Linked DNA regions of Mus musculus: region 1 is linked to region 2. The links are chromatin contacts, called in public HiChIP or PLAC-seq maps. All regions are on one chromosome and are shown on one strand. Each heading gives the region's core, a stretch centred on a gene start, on an enhancer-like site or on the middle of the called end of the contact. The rest is flanking DNA. Distances are from core to core; before and after follow the strand shown.

What was found. HiChIP or PLAC-seq counts read pairs in DNA pulled down with a chosen protein or histone mark.
Region 1: a CTCF HiChIP or PLAC-seq map of the NIH/3T3 cell line shows a contact between it and region 2, with 11 read pairs. The contact joins two enhancer-like sites. A contact is called at or near these places in 1 of 15 datasets of contacts at CTCF or cohesin (the NIH/3T3 cell line), 1 of 484 Hi-C or Micro-C datasets (CD4 T cells), 4 of 115 datasets of contacts at active chromatin or transcription factors (CD8 T cells, cardiomyocytes, double positive thymocytes and 1 more) and 4 of 9 other capture datasets (adipose tissue, embryonic stem cells, liver and 1 more).

The regions. Positions count from the first base shown.
Region 1 is chr3:126,846,451-126,849,721 of GRCm38.p6, forward strand. No RefSeq gene overlaps it. Among named protein-coding and RNA genes, the nearest start is that of Gm25501, 160 kb to the right of the region's middle. Within about 2 kb of position 1,856, at least 38 of the 459 cell types and tissues checked have an H3K27ac peak or open chromatin away from gene starts, as enhancers often do. A contact at or near this core is called in the NIH/3T3 cell line, where this site is marked.
Region 2 is chr3:126,809,673-126,813,052 of GRCm38.p6, forward strand. It overlaps Camk2d (calcium/calmodulin-dependent protein kinase II, delta), which reads left to right. Exons shown (of 21, transcript NM_001346635.1): 16 at 967-1,015. Among named protein-coding and RNA genes, the nearest start is that of Gm15551, 140 kb to the left of the region's middle. Within about 2 kb of position 2,084, at least 26 of the 459 cell types and tissues checked have an H3K27ac peak or open chromatin away from gene starts, as enhancers often do. A contact at or near this core is called in the NIH/3T3 cell line, where this site is marked.

The DNA.
Region 1 (3,271 bases), core at 606-3,105, 37 kb after region 2:
GGTGCACTCCTCACTCCTGAATACCTGGGTAGATGGAGTCCAGAGAACAGCCTTGGTTATTGTTCCTTAGACACTGACCACTTGTGTGAGTGCATGTTCATGGGGGTGTGGGGGGGGTTACACCTCTCATATGATACTCATGTGTACCGGGAGGCTAGTGGATCCCTTTATTTTTCAAGAGAGAGGCTATCGTTGAGAATTGGGACTTGTTGCTTCAGCTAGACTGGCTGGTCAGTGAACCCTAAGAATCTGCCTATCTCCCCAACTCTAACCTTAGTGTCAAATGCCTGTGCTATCAAACAGAATTTGTTCATGGGATGTGCTATGTACTCAAACTCAGGTTTCCATGTTTCACAGAAAGAACCTTACTGGCAGCCATGTCTTCAGCCCAACCTTTAGTCTTTCTGCTTTGATTCCACCCTTGAGCCCTACTACCCAGCTCTCCCTCCACTCTTAAACATTCCAATGCCCACCTCACACTTTTCTTTTCCGTGACTATTATGTTGTTAAAGCAAGAATACATTTTTGGCCCTTGTTTTACTTACTGTCTCAGCAGCATCTCACCCAGTGGTTCACAGTCTCCAATTGGAGCACATGTTGCTTTATACTTGCCTGGTGCTCTGCCAACCTTTCTAAATGATGCTTGCCTGATGCTGCACCAGCCTGTCTAGATGCTGCTTCTCAACCTTTGGTTAATCACATAAAAAAAAAAAAAAAAAAAACCAAAAAAAAAAAAACCAAAGTTTCTCCTACTCCTCCTACTCCTCCTACTCCTCCTACTCCTACTCCTCCTCTTCTCCCTCCTCCTCCTCCTCTCCCTCCTCCTCCTCTTCCTCCTCCTCTCCCTCCTCCTCCTCCTCCTTCTCCTTCTCCTCCTCTCCTTCCTCCTCCTTCTCTACTTCATTCATCCCTAAAATAGTTGGATCTTATCTTCATCGTTGTAAATTACTTTAATGATACTCAAATATATCCCCCGCCACTAGATCACATTTCCTAACTCCAAACACACGCACCTGCCTGACTTCTTATATGAATCAACAATATAGGTCCAATAGACATCTCAAGTCAACAGATCCACTACTTAGACCCTTTAGTCTGTTCCAAAATATTCTCTTATTGCTTATTCTACATCTCAATAATTGGCAACTTAGTTCTTATTGATCAGGACAGAAACCTTGCACTCATTTTTAGTTCTTTTTAATTTAAAAACTATCACTTTTCAAATGAAGCCATTTTGTGAGCACTTCCATCTGCTCTCTGCTAGCCTTGACTCAGATCATCCTCATCTTGTTTATATTCCTGGAACATCATCCTCACAAATCTCTCAGCTTCTCATACATACCTATTATCTGTGCTGATGCTTCTCTATTCCCAATGCAGCACACAAAGCAGCCTTGTTAAAATAGAAGTCAAGATGTATTATTGCTCCATACAAACACATGCAATGGTCTACACTCTCACTCAAAAGCAATCCCTTAAAGTTCCCTCTACCTGACTTGAACCACCATTGTCTGCTGCACCTCACTTTTCTATCAACATTCCAGAAGGGTCCTGTCTCAACAGGACCTATCCTGTCTATATATGAACTATATCCCTCAGGCGAAGAGTCCTCATGGATCTAGAGGTAGGGTGGTAGGAATCCATAAACATCAAGGATCTCATTCAGTTCCCACCTACTGATTCCACAGGCACAGAGAATTGACAGTTGGTGCATCTGCAGGGCTGTTCCACCCACCCCTGCCCCTGGAGAAGCTTGCTGTGGTGAGGGCAAAGTGCTTGGAGATGTGTGTGAGTTCTGTGCAGTGCTTCTTGTCTGCACCCCACTGCTCATCACAGGTGACTCAGAGGCTTCCACAGGAGTTGCTTAGTCATCGCAGTCTGGGAAAAGCAACAGTCATTCTCATGATTTACTTTCCACTCATCTGTGTTCCTTCAATATTATCACTTAGCAGCCTTTTCCACACCCACACCCACCCCCAAAAAGGATCAGGCACTCTACTGTGTACACCAGTGAGAAAAACTCCCTTTGGGCCACAGGCTTGAAAGGACTGATCTTCAAAACTGACATTAAGTTTACCCTCCTATATTTCCTCTCTGCAGATCAATCAAGGATGGCTTAATATAGAGCCATACATGATCCAAAAAGCTACAGGAAACTGGATGCCTTAGGGTGCAGCATAGGCACCAGGCTGACAATTGGAGATAAGAAGTGGGGAAGATAACAAAACAAAGAGTCCTTAATGTAGGGATGAAAAACAGGAGAGACACTGATCAAGCCGCCTACTATATGATTACTATATGACAGGTGCCATGGTGAAAATGGATTATATGGGCTCCTGCATATCCTGTCCTGTCCTGTCCAAGAGTCATGCTTCAGCCAAGAATTCATTAAGAACTAAACAGGTAAATAAGTTCTGCTTAAGGGTAAGTCAAACTCAGACGAGAGAAGTAGCTTAAGAAGAAATCAAACTCTAGCATACAACAACCCTTTACTTATTCCACAAGATATATCCCAAGGTTTGAGGGAGAGGCAGCCAAAGGCTTGCTCGGCCTGACCACTGGGATGATGTCATGATTCTCTTTGCAGAGAGTGAGCAAAGAGAATGAGAAGAGGAACCAGAGAGTGGGTTCCAAAGCCCCAGGTTCACCAGGAAGAAATGACACTGTGTGTCTCCATCACATTGATCTTATCATTGAGGTTCTTAACAAAATATGGTTTTCTGTTGTAAGGAAAGATACCTGCATAATCCCGAAAGCAAATTTGAACACTTTGAGCTTACAAAAAACAACAACAACAACAAAACAAACAAACAAAAAAATCCACTGCTCTGGCTTGCCATGTCACTGGCCTCTCTTACCTCTCTCATTTCTATGCATCTGGCTTAGTTCCTAGTTAACTCTAAATTTACTGGAAATAAAGAAAAAAAGAGAAGAAAGGAAGGAAGGAAGGGAGGGAGGAATGGAGGGAGGGAGGTAGGGAAAGAGAGAGAGAGAGAAAGAGAGAGAGATTGAAGTCTTACTTTTATTATTTATTTCTCAGGAGAGATTTTGTAATTTAGGCTATGATTCCTCATCAGCAAAAGATCAGAAGAGACAGAGGACTACTCTAATCTTCAAGTAATTCAACAGTCATAAAAACAGGTTCCCTCTATTCATTCTCTCACAAAGTCATACTATGTGCATTCTCTTATATATTTTGTGGGTGTTTTCCACTAACTATATAATAAAATTTAGTTAGAAGAAAATTTGCTGCTACAAGGTCAGGGTTCTA
Region 2 (3,380 bases), core at 834-3,333:
CCCTGTTTTCCATTCACTGAACATACAGCTATTAACTGGAAGGTTGGTCCCAGTTATTTTCAGCTCTGGCCTTTAATCATTCCAAGTGGAAAATGAGTACTTACAAATACTACAACATATCTTTACTAGAAAGCGTTTCATTACTGAAGTGTAATAAAAGCCTTTATGAAGCTCCTGTAGGAAGTGTCTCCCCTCCAGCAGTAGCAGTACACTTGTGAATGTGCTTGCTACTCCCCACCTTCATTTGCAGACTCTCAATGATCTTTTGTCTTTTCCTTGTGGGAAGAGATTTTGTAACCCGTTCTGAGTTAAGAAAGAATGAAAAAAAAAAAAGAATGAATGAATGAAAATAAGTCTAACTGACCTTGAAAACATACTATGCCTTACGATCTCAGTGTCCTAAAGATAAACCTGAAACTTTGTGACAGCTGTGCTCAGCCTGGCTCAGCTGGATAGTCCCAGCTTCTGATGAAATGAGCGCCCTTTCTCCACACAGGTGCAGGGTAGACAAATAGCAAATTCTATACTCAACACAGTGCCCAATGCAAAAACTTGCTACTTTTGAGGTTCATTAGGGAAAGAAAAAAAAAACATGTATTTTAAATTTAAAATTTATTCTGCTGAAATATTCCACTTCTCCTAAAAACACACTGTATGAGGCACTGTAATGTGAACTCATGCAATTCATCTTCAAATAAACTACATACTTCTTCTGCTTCTACAAATCACCTGGATTTATCCTGCATCCGTGACTAGGCAACCAGAGTGCTCCCTTTGAAATGTTTGCAGCATATGACATCTTGTTTCTGTTGAAAGTCACTTGACATATGTGTCCATTTGCATGTCGGCATATGCACACAGCCTGCTGAAGAAGTTTGCATGATCTGTATGCATCACCAGCCAAGTTTGTCATAAGAGCTAGCTCTCTGTTTTGTGAAGCTTAAAGCTGTGTTTCCCTCTGCACAGGAGTCAACTGAGAGCTCAAACACCACCATTGAGGATGAAGACGTGAAAGGTAGGCTTGAGGCAAAGAGTGGGAAAGCCCTAATTCACAGAGCCACATCCATCACAGCAAAGCTTGTTCACTTTAAACTAGGAAGAAGATTTATCCCAAAAGAAATTCTTTTTTGTTTTGTTTTATGAATACATTATTCTGGATAATGAATCACTCTGTGAATATGTCAGCTTTTTCACATTTCATGTGATTTAAATTTAAACATGTGTTCTGTGCAAGCATATTGTTGACATTGCAGCTAACGACTGATTTTAAACATGTCAGTCAAAAGTTGAATAAAATATATATACATTTTATATATATCATTAAAGCTTGTATAGAAAACTGTATTCAAGATTATATTCTGAAGAAGTGTTATGAAAATATTCTAATAATTTTTAACGGTCTCCATTGAATATCAATGGAGCTTTATGATTTTGGGAGCTTTTTGGCTTGGGTTTCATAGACTTTCTTAATATAGCTTTGACATCCATTTCATTTTGTTTGCCAAAGCTATCAAGCTATTGAAATCACAGAACCACCGCACAAACATGCTCAATATGTACTTCAGGTTTACTCTACTTCCTCTGACCACATAGTTGGTTTTGAAGTGTTAATTTTGCTCCATTTTCTTGTGCAGTTTTGTGTTCTTGCTGTAGCTCAGTATGTATAGCTTCCTCTTTGCTTGGGTAGAATATATTCTGAAATATTATTATAATAATAAAGATATTTAAAATAAACATTTAAAGGAGGGTAAAATATATTTGAAGAATTGAAAAAATGTGATTCATCCATTAGCTAAATCTTAACTGGGAAGTACCTTTTGTAAAAATGTCACTAAATTCTATAATTCTTTAGGTAGCGTTAATGAAATAGTCTCGAAAAACATATGAACTTGTGTTATAGAATAAATAACCAGTAAGTAGATCTCAGGTCCAGGAGGAAGATGGACAATTTAGGAAATGAAAATGGCTGCAGGCCACAGTTGGCAGTCACCTCTGCTGCTCCTTTTCTTCTTGGTTAAGTAGAGCACTGGCACTGTTCAGGCATACTCTCTGTATTACTAGGGCACTTCCCTACTTCTCTTAAAGAAAGACACTCATTGTTTCTTAGAGTGCAAATGTAGAGATCAGTGTCAAGGCTACGATTAAGTCTACGCCTCCCATTTTTGCTGAGTCATTGATATTACGTAAAAAACATATGTGTTAACCAAATAAACAGATGCACCATTTAGCTTTGCCAGTGATTCAGGAAGGATCATCTTGTGAATGTTTTAGCATTAGCTCTTCAGTTAAATAAAATGTTGCACATGGTTTTGATACCAGCTTAGGTAAGTGTTTGGTGGACACTCCCAGAGAGAGTCTAGGTCATTGTGCACCAGAACAAAGAGCTGAGCCAAGGCTGATGCAGCTGAAGTAAAGACCATTTATTTGAGAGAGAGAGACAGACAGACAGACAGACAGACAGAGACAGAGACTTCCAGCAGAGGAATTAGGCCAGGGGAGAGAGAGCTCAGAGCAGGAGTAGCCTGGCTTCATGGAGGATGGAGATGTTGTATGTTATGGAATGTGATCTTTCTGTCCCTATTGCATTGCCTGATTTTTTTTCACACATTCTCTGTTGCATGTAGTTCTATATACAGCTTCATGTATTCCATATTATAATGAACCATGGGCCACTTTAAACACTGTAAAACTCTTCCTATGAGTGGCAGGGTTCTGCTGGCCTCAGCTAAGGGTATCCTGCCCTCCTCTTTGCCAGCTACTGTTTTTCTCATATGTTATTTTTTTTTTTTTTCAGTCTTTGCTGAGGCCTACAGGTCTTAGCTTCCACCCTGCTCCCTGGTCTCTATTTTTAATCAAGTGTCTGAAAACCTATCCGTTATCCACCAGAGGAGCGAATATTTAAATAACTGAGTATAGCGAAGGGAATCCCAACACCTCAGTATATGTAGTTCATCCACCTAGGACATTTTCACACCTTGGTAATTATGAGAATGGCTTTAATTTATAATGTTTCTCATCTGAGTTTGACTTGAGCTATTAAGTACTTGCTCAGGATAACTCTCTCTTTCATTTATCTACATATCAGTGTGTCTATTACAGTCTCTCAGGTGAGCATGGGAGCACACACCTGTAATCCCAGCACTCAAGATGCTGGGGCAAAAGGACACAGAGTTTAAGGTTAAAAGTGGATATAAAATGAGGTCTAGACCTGCCCTGTGGACATAGTGAGACCTGACTCAAAGAAACAAGTCAAAATAAAATGAGCCAAAGTTTCCCTTGGGGATTTGAAAAATTGATGCACTATTTGTTTTTAGGGTTATAACAGACTTATACACACAAAATTTTAGAAATTAAGTATAAAACTAAGATTAACAAGTATA